Regions from separate parts of the Hordeum vulgare genome. Here region 1 is linked to region 2. Evidence: chromatin contacts called from public Hi-C data. All regions are on one chromosome and are shown on one strand. Each heading gives the region's core, a stretch centred on a gene start, on an enhancer-like site or on the middle of the called end of the contact. The rest is flanking DNA. Distances are from core to core; before and after follow the strand shown.

Region 1 (4,289 bases), core at 523-3,022, 140 kb before region 2:
CTATATATAGTCCAGGGTTTTCCAGAACAAACAAAAGAATGAGAAACTAGAATTTTCAAAAGACATGATGTGGCTCGCGAGTGCACAAAATAATCCAGAACAGGCGTTACAAACGAGCCCCAAACAGTTAGCCTGTATTGACAACCACAATAACATGTTGCATGAGTTTTCCAAGCCCTTAAAGACCATCAAATTTCACAGAATTGCCCCATATCCATAGTTCTTTATCACCCTAGCTTCTATCAGTTCTGACCCTTTTGCACCACATAATGACATCAGTGGCCAAGCCAACCTCCAGTTTCACATGTTGATCCACCGCTAACTCGGGTAGAAGCCAGTACTTCCATGTTGATTAATAATCATCAACATGAAACAATATATCAAGGCTCTGCACATGTCTTCTCTTCAAGAAAATATGAAGCTACAAATTATAGACAGTCTCATTACATTACTGTCACTACTGTCACCTACACAAGCATCGTCCCTCCTTCCCCACCTAACACCTACCGTCCTAGATCTTTTCCTTCACCTCATCACCCCTTCTAGAACACTATGGGGAAGCAAGACACGGTCCGATGTAGCCTTGACAGCAGCCTGCGATGTACGACATTTATTATGCATTTATCATCCAACCATAATGGTCAGATATGAGTCTTCATCTAGACACCCCCCCTACTCCCCCAACCTCTCCTGGTACCAATTAAGTGCGTAGCTATCAAGATGATTCGACCTTCGCAGAATCGGGTAGAACCGAGAAACACGGGAAAGAAAAAGGTCAGTACAATGCCTCATATGGGGCATGACGATCTTCTCAACGCATACTGGGCAAGTAGAGATTCTGGTCGCGTCATGCCATCCTCCTCAGATCACAGGGCGCGGAGCATTTCCTGTCCTTGGTTTCACGGTAGCACCATTGTACCACGATAGTACCACCGGCCTGAGCAGAATCCACTAATCCCAGCTGAAAGGGGGCGTGTGATCTCGCACTAATTCATCCTACTAGTATTATCTCTAAATCAGTTCCCTGCCGGATACCACACGGATGGAAGAGAAAAATCTGCTGCGGAGTAACGAGTAGTAGTACAGTAACGACCGTCACGAACGCAAAGCGAGGTAGGGGGGGGGGGGGGGGGGGGGGGGTGGGGGGGGGGGGGGGGGAAGAAACGCCAGAATAGGGGGGGGAGCACGTGAATGGCGAGGACGAGGTCGTCACCTGCTCCTTGCTGATGAGCTCGTGCAGGCGCACCTTGAGCTCGGGCCCGTGGCGGCCGCCGCTCTTGGAGTTGACGAAGACGACCATCGGCGTCACCACCGCCAGCCCGTCCTCCTCCGCCTGCTCCTCCCTGGCGGCGGCCGCGGCCGCCACGCCGGCGGCCTCGTCCTTCTCGGCGACGGCGGCGGCGACGGCCCTCCGCGCGTAGAGCGGCATGACGACCCGGCGCCGCAGCTCGGCCTTGTCGACCTCCCGCCCCCACACCCCGCACGCGCGCACCGACTCCCAGATCGACACCCGCGCCGACGGCGCCGTCGGCGGCGCCGAGTGGGGCGTGTGGACGGCCTCGCCGCCGCCGGCCATCTCCACCTCCGCCTCCGCTCGCTCCATCGCCACGCGCTCCCGCCGGGGAAAAGGGAAAAGGCAGCAGTATGTATGTATGTATCACAGCTAAGCAGGACAGGCAGCGGCTTTCCGAATTGGCTCGGCGATGGATTGGGGAAAGAAAAGAGGAGGAGCGCGGCGCCGACTTTTATTATTGATTTGCTGACGGGTGCTGCATATATGCAGCCGGGAATAAAGCTTTTGTTAATGGGTGGGGGGAGGGCTGATTAGGTGGACTGGGACGACTGGCGCTAGGCGCTCGCTTCGACCGCGTCTTCGGACGGGGGGAGCATTTACGTCTTTTCGTTACGGGGGAGGAATTTACTTTTCTTGACGCGGTGAAAGGGACGCGCATTGCTGGCGTTTTCGTTGAATTTTCCTGTGCGTGGTTGTGCCCTCCGGAAAAAAAAAACTCTTTCTAAGGGTTTTGATGTTGGGATTGACTGGCGAGCGACGCCGCATATGTGCTCTTCCATTCGGCGGCTCCTTAAACGGTTGGATGGGCCCGATTTCTTTTTATGTTTAAATTTTAAAAAGTTTTATTTAATAAACCGTTAATTCAATCGATGATCCGTTTTCACCATTGACTTTTTCGCGACGAGTTCTTCAAAACTAGATCTCATGTCGACATGTTCTGACAATTATTTTTTTCGCTTACCACATTGTTAACCACTTACTTGTCTGGGAAAAATAACTTGATTGTTATTTTTTAATGTTGTTTCGTATAAAGCCTTGTAGCAGTTTCTATTATGCATGATATAGGTTATGTTTGCCAATTTAAATATGCTAACTTGTCGTATTTACATATAAATTTGTCAGAAAACTATTTTGTGTGCTTTTTAGTTTTAACTATGCCGAGTTGTCATATTTACAAACGATGATCAAAAAGATTTTTTGTGGTCATCGGTTTTAAATATGTTGAGTTATCATATTTTCGCGCGTAATCGCCTATAAAAAGTTGTCTGTGTTTGCTAGTTTGATTATGTCGAGATGTCATATTTATATGCATTTTCCAAAAAATATGATGATTAAATTATTTTTTATCACACAAGTAAGTACTCCCTTTGTAAACTAATATAAGAGCGTTTAGATCACTAGTGATCTAAACGCTCTTATATTAGTTTACGGAGGGAGTACTTACTAATATGACAAGTAAGTGCAACAAATGTGGTGAGTACGAGTAAAAAAAAGTTGCCGAAACATGTCGACATGGGATTTAGTTTTGAAGATTTCGTGAAAACAAAGTCAACGGCAAAACGGATCATCGATCGAATTATTGGTTTAAGAGATAAAAGATTTTGAATTCCAATCATTTAGAGATGAGTCATTGCATGCATGCATGGGAAGAGAACACAATGCATGCTTGCGCAGCCACAGCACGGTGATGACGAGATGCGACGCTGTTAATTAGATTTTCCCTTTGATGTTTATTTCAGATTTGACCTAGGTACCTATGTTGGAAATATGTGACCATCAGTGATGCTTTATCGCCCAAAAAAGCCCTAGCCGCCACCCCGCTGTCTCCCATTCTCACCGTCGCGAGGGCGCGTTGTCGGGCAAAGAGACCGGCGACTTGTCAGCCGTGGCGGGGAGATGCTGGTCAGAGGCGGCCTGTAGTGAAGGTGTTGGAGGGCTACTGTGAAAGGCGAAGAAGGTGAGGGCTTGAGTGTCGGTCTTTTTAATCGGCCCTCGATGGCAACGGTGGTAAAGTCGACAACAACGGAAGGGACCTAGCGCAACAATCCTCAACGGTGGCCCGACCTGGCTAGGTTACCGAGGAAGAAGGCATTGGTGGATGGTCCTAAACGGTGACGTACTCGGCATCATATCCACACTTATCGTGCAACGGTATGGGTGAAAAAGAATTGCAAATTTTCTTTACGGAGTCTTCGTGTTTGGTTTGGAACGGCGAGGCGACGACGTTAGCCTAGCTAGTGTAGGAATAATGTTCTCGCCGCCCTATCCCGGTTCCGTTGATGTTTTTATCACTGGTGGAAGCGTGTGGAGCTGTGTCTCCAGTGGGTCTCCTGGGATCCGCCCTGTTTAGGTTTCTAATGGATTCGTCTGGATTTAACTGGCTTTCGTGGTCTTTTAATTCATACATGCCCTTATCGATGTTTTGTTCTTAGGGCAATGATTTGCTTCACAAATCGCGGTCGTGATCGTCTTCTAGTAAACAATGACGACTTCTCAATTGCCTAGTCTACAAGTTTCCAGGTTAAAAGAAACCACCGAGGCGGAGGCATAGAGACGACATTGGGATATGCTCACGCCATGAGGTCGGTGCATGCATGAGGAAGAAGACTTCAACACTCCCTAAGAATTTAAATATGATATTTTTCTTCTGTTTGAATATGTTTGTAAGGACTCGTGGTTCTTAATATATGGTCTGGGGCCCTTTGCAAAACAAAAAGAGTTGAAATGCCTTACAAATTATGGTGTGTTCTTGCACAATGATGTAAGTCCAACCGCATGAAGATATATGGATTTATTTTAAAAGCATCACAAAAATCTTTATTGTATTGTATTGTCATAACATTTAAGATACAATCTATTTTATTGTTCTTACATTCAATATTATAATTATATATATAACTATGTATTCACTCATCACAAGAATTTTCTTTGTTTTTACTTTTATACTTACATGGAATGTTAGAAAATTGGTTCATCCAATTTGCATGGTTACAAA
Region 2 (4,475 bases), core at 1,707-4,206:
AAATGAGTATTAGGATTGTTAGTCCTCAAAGGAAAGAGTAGAGGACTGTTGCGGAAAAAAAGATCCCCTCTTCCTGCGCTCCAGTCGACCCCCTACGCGACGGAGCGCCTTCACCCCTCCACCCCGTCTCGACCCCCTCCTCCTTCACCCCCTTCGCCGACGCCGGCAGAGGCCACCGACGGTGGTGGACGTCCCTTCCCCGTGCGCTGGGAGGTGGAGTCAGGGCTCCTTCCTGCCCAACGGCGGTGCTGCTCGGCTGATGGCGGTCTGGCTAGGTGACGGGGTTCCGCAGACCTCGAGTGCCCTTGACTCGGCGGTGTGGCCATTGGCTGCGGGGCAGGACGGTGTGCGGCTGGCCGACAGCGCCCCCTCGGCCCAAATCTAGGCCCTTTCGGGGCCATCTGTGCTGGGGTGGGCCGGAGGTTCGGGGCCCGGGGCGCAGCTCCCTTGTGGTGCGGCGAGGCGGTTGTGGCTGCAGTGGTGATGGCTCCGGCGGCCGGCGTGCTGCAGTGTGGTGGCTAGGACTGTCCGGACCCATTGGGGTTCGGCCAGGTCTGTGGTGGCCTGGCAAGTCCCCGTCGCTACGTCTGGTCGGCTCCGCGAGGCGGTGGAGGTTGTTCCCTCCTGTCGGCTGCGTTGTGGTTGCCCCTGAGCCCGGTATCTCCTCGTCCTCGCTCCAGGTCTCGTGTTGGTGGCCTCAGTGAAGTTGGTGCGGTGACCGTGGTGGCATAGGCTGGTGGGCGGTATCTTGGTCGGTGTATTTTTGATTGTCTCGGGTGGCCGTGGTGGTTTCAGGGCGGGAGAAATCCTTGGCGGTTCGCTAGCCACCGACACGGCTACACCCGTGGGCGCAGCCGGACCTTCCTAAGTGGCGTCGGTGATACCCCTTTCCCACTGTCATCCATGTATCGGGGGAAATCCTAGGACTTGTTCGGGCAGCAACGACGTCGTCGTCGCATTTTTTCCTGAAGGTGTTGCTTGGTACGCGAGGCTTCGGAATGCAATGCGTGCGGTGGTACTATTAGGAGGGTGCAATGGTTGTCGATCATCTTTGCTTAGTTGAGCTGCCGGCGCCGATTTTTTTTTCCTTTTGGGCATATTTATGCTCCGACCCAGGAAATTAATTGTATCGGTTGGTTGTTGCTTTATAACATAAAGCGGTGGAAAATCTTTTTTCGCAATAAATGCTGCTAGCTAGTTTGGACTGCATGCATGTGGCTAAGTAAAGGTATGCACTCATGAGTCATGACGGAGGATGACGAAGAGTTGATGACAACTACTTATCGCGTAGAAAGATTTTTCCATGAGAAGCATTAAAAACTTGGGGGACTAAGTGGTGACTCGACCGATGATGCACATGCGTCCACATGATGCGTGTCACACCAGTTGAAACTTGGATCCCCCAAGTAATCAAGGAGTTGGAAGAATGGATAGTGGTATAGTAAGATTTTGGGCCGTTGTCGGCTGTCGTGTCGTGCCCAAGCTAACAATTTGGTGCTACTCTCGTGGGCGGGGTTAAACCAAACCAATCGGTCCCAATCTGATGGACTCGCGGTGAGTACTACTAGTACTGGCTACTAGTACTCCTAGTACAGTAGCTAACTACCAGCTCGCGCGGTAGCACGTGCACGCGGTGAAGAAGCAGACCGCAAGGACTTGTCAGTCGGACGGACTCACGCCAGGACAAGGAAGCTAAGCCGGATGGGCATGCGGGAAGGCGACGTGCATGGCGATGGCATGTAGGTCGACGAAGAAGCTCTAGGTGTCTCAACTCTTACAGATCCAACAGATGCCCAATACTAACGTCGTGCCCAAAAAATTACAAGTTTAGCGCGCGCGGAGTTAGAAATTACATTCCAACAAACGCTGTATAATAAAGCACGTCGTAAAAAATGTTCAACGCGCTGGGAAAAACTGAACCGGACGCAGTATATTTCGTGCGTGAGCTCGTGCGCGCTGTAACTCCTTGCGCTGCCTGTCCTGTCCCGCGCCGCCGTCCAGGACCTCGCTGTCCTCGCCCGGCGCACCAATCCGGCGGCCACAAAGGCCTCGAACCCGTCGGCGCTGTCCAGCCGCCCAGGACCTCGCCGTCCTCGCCCGGCGCGGAGCTGGTCGACGGCGGGTCGCGGCGGCGGGGAGGAGCAGGCCGTGGCGGCGGGGCGGGCCGCGGCCATGGCGGGGCGGGGAGGAGCAGGTCGCGGTATTTTTGGGCCTCTGCTAGAGTTTGGTACGTGCGTTATATTTTTGAGCGTCTGCTGGTCATCTGGCGCATCGCGACCCGACCCTGACAGAACCAACGAATATTCACGTCCTGGAATCCTCACGATCAACTCGCGCGCGGTTAATAATAGCAGTTCATGCCATGCGGGATGGTCTGGCTAGGATATATACTGATCTACTAGTAACATGCTAATTAACACGGACGGACAGACATGGTGCAAGCGTGCATGGTTGTTAAGTGGCCCTGTACGTCGGTCTAGTCTTGGCGAGGCGACAAAAATGGCGGTTTTCGGAGACTGGGCAACACGACACTTCTAGGCCATGTGGGAGACAAAGCTATGAGTGAAACCGATGTGCTGAGGGTAGCATCGGGGATGTAGCTGCTTACCGGCGGAAGCGGCGCCGACGACGTCCCCGGCGGAGTCCCTGAAGTGGAGCTCCACCCTGGTGGCCGACCCCGGGTGCGCCGCGTAGAAGTCTTGTACCGCCATCTGGATCCCCGTCCGTCGCCTCAGCGACACCGCCGACGACGCCGGCGACGACCAGTCCAGGATCACCCCGACGCGGACGGGCACGCTCTGCGCCGTCGCCGGGTGCGGCCCGACCAGCGCGGCCACGACGAGCAGCAGAGCGTGGTAGAAGGAGGAGAGCGCGCGCACCATGATCTTGCGTTGCGAGTGGCGATGGCGACTTGGGAGGATCGGAAGCTTTGCGACGAGGGGAGGGATACGGTTTATAGGCGGAAGCTCTTGACAACTACTCGACTGCACTCTTGACCTTGACTTGTATGCGCGCGCGCTGAGGGTGGGCTACGTACCACGTACGATCGAAAGCTACGTGGCAGAGCAGGAATGGTCCAAGGGTAGCGTACGTACGCCGAGCGTATACAAGAGGGGATCAACAAGGATAGAAAGTTAAGCCAAGCTGACATGCCAGACCAGTCTTTCACAGATGTTTATAGAGGTAAAATATGCGTATACGCGTTCAGAGACGTGAGTGTATGTATATTTATACAAGCATTTGCGTCTATACCGTGTTCAAGAAAAAATGTGAAGCGACATGGATAATCTGGTCCAAGCTCAAATACATCCATATAAACAGTAAGTTCTAAAAATAGTAAATAAAACCATAGAAACACGATTTTTCTTGGATTAACGTCTACAAATTTTCCAACATCCTGCAAAATTTCATTGTGAAATGACATCCGTGGAGGCCTGTAAAAAATAAACAAAATTCAAGGGTAAAAAAAAGCATTTTGGAGCATTCATTTTTATCTTGTTAGCACACACCTCTACAAATTCGGTGAAATTCTGCAGCATGTTAAGAAATTTGTTGATGTTTATCCACAATTTTTTTAAAGTTTTTATGACTATGACCTTTTAAGATTTACTATTCATGTGGATGCATTTGTGCTCGAGATTAGAGTAATACTTTCACCTCTCGTCTTATTTTAATCCCTCTTATCTGGCCTATGAGTTATATATTTGCTGCTAGGTTGACTATGCTTCTCATGTGCATGATTTTCTTTTCTAGCTCAACTAAGATATTCCCTCTGATCAATGTTAATTGGCGCTGAACTAGTATAAAAAAGAAGTAGTAAGAATCATGTTCTTGTGTCTGAAAATATATAGTGTCAGAAACGCTTCTATATTATAGGATAGAGATAGTATGTATGTACCACAATATGAATGCTTACAGAGGACGTGCATGACCCGTTGAATGTGTGTCAAGTTGAAATGTACAGGTCCAGTTGAAGAGCATCTTAGGAGAATTCTCTGCTAGAGATACCAACCCTCTAGGTGTCTAGGAGATATTGATTTCGCTACAGAGTGGTGTTTTTTTAATATGGTTTTGCTTTTTTGGGGATTTGGGTGGCACAACAGCTAGTCCTGTTAATTGGCCCATCTTGCTGGATAATTAACATCATACAATTAATACTACGAAACTACTTAGGCTGGTTGTAATGAAAAGTATCATATATTAGTATCATGTATATGGTACTACACCCGTAATGCATAGTATCATATGATAAATCATTTATTATCATGCATAACACATAGTAGCACAACATTTAATATGATACGGTATCATAATATGATACTCAACCCTCTCTTTCTTCATTTAATTCTATGACACATCATCAAAATTGCTTAGTTGGCATGCATGATACTAGCTATGATACTACCATTACGACCAGCCTTACTACCCTCTAGTTGTCTAGGAGATATTGATTCTTATATATGAAAAATCTAGTT

The links. Hi-C and Micro-C count contacts between places; a contact is called where the count stands out from the background.
Region 1: a contact with region 2 is called in a Hi-C map of leaf, with 2.4 times the contacts expected there. The contact joins the promoter of LOC123401379 here to the promoter of LOC123402393 in region 2. A contact is called at or near these places in 3 of 6 Hi-C or Micro-C datasets (leaf and seedling) and 1 of 1 datasets of contacts at active chromatin or transcription factors (embryo).

Annotation. Positions count from the first base shown.
Region 1 is chr6H:533,390,159-533,394,447 of MorexV3_pseudomolecules_assembly, reverse strand. LOC123401379 (diacylglycerol kinase 3-like) reads right to left here and starts at 1,772. Exons shown (of 12, transcript XM_045095167.1): 1 at 1,214-1,772. The coding sequence starts at 1,603.
Region 2 is chr6H:533,248,893-533,253,367 of MorexV3_pseudomolecules_assembly, reverse strand. It overlaps LOC123402393 (glutamate receptor 2.8-like), which reads right to left and starts at 2,956. Exons shown (of 3, transcript XM_045096307.1): 1 at 2,609-2,956. The coding sequence starts at 2,882.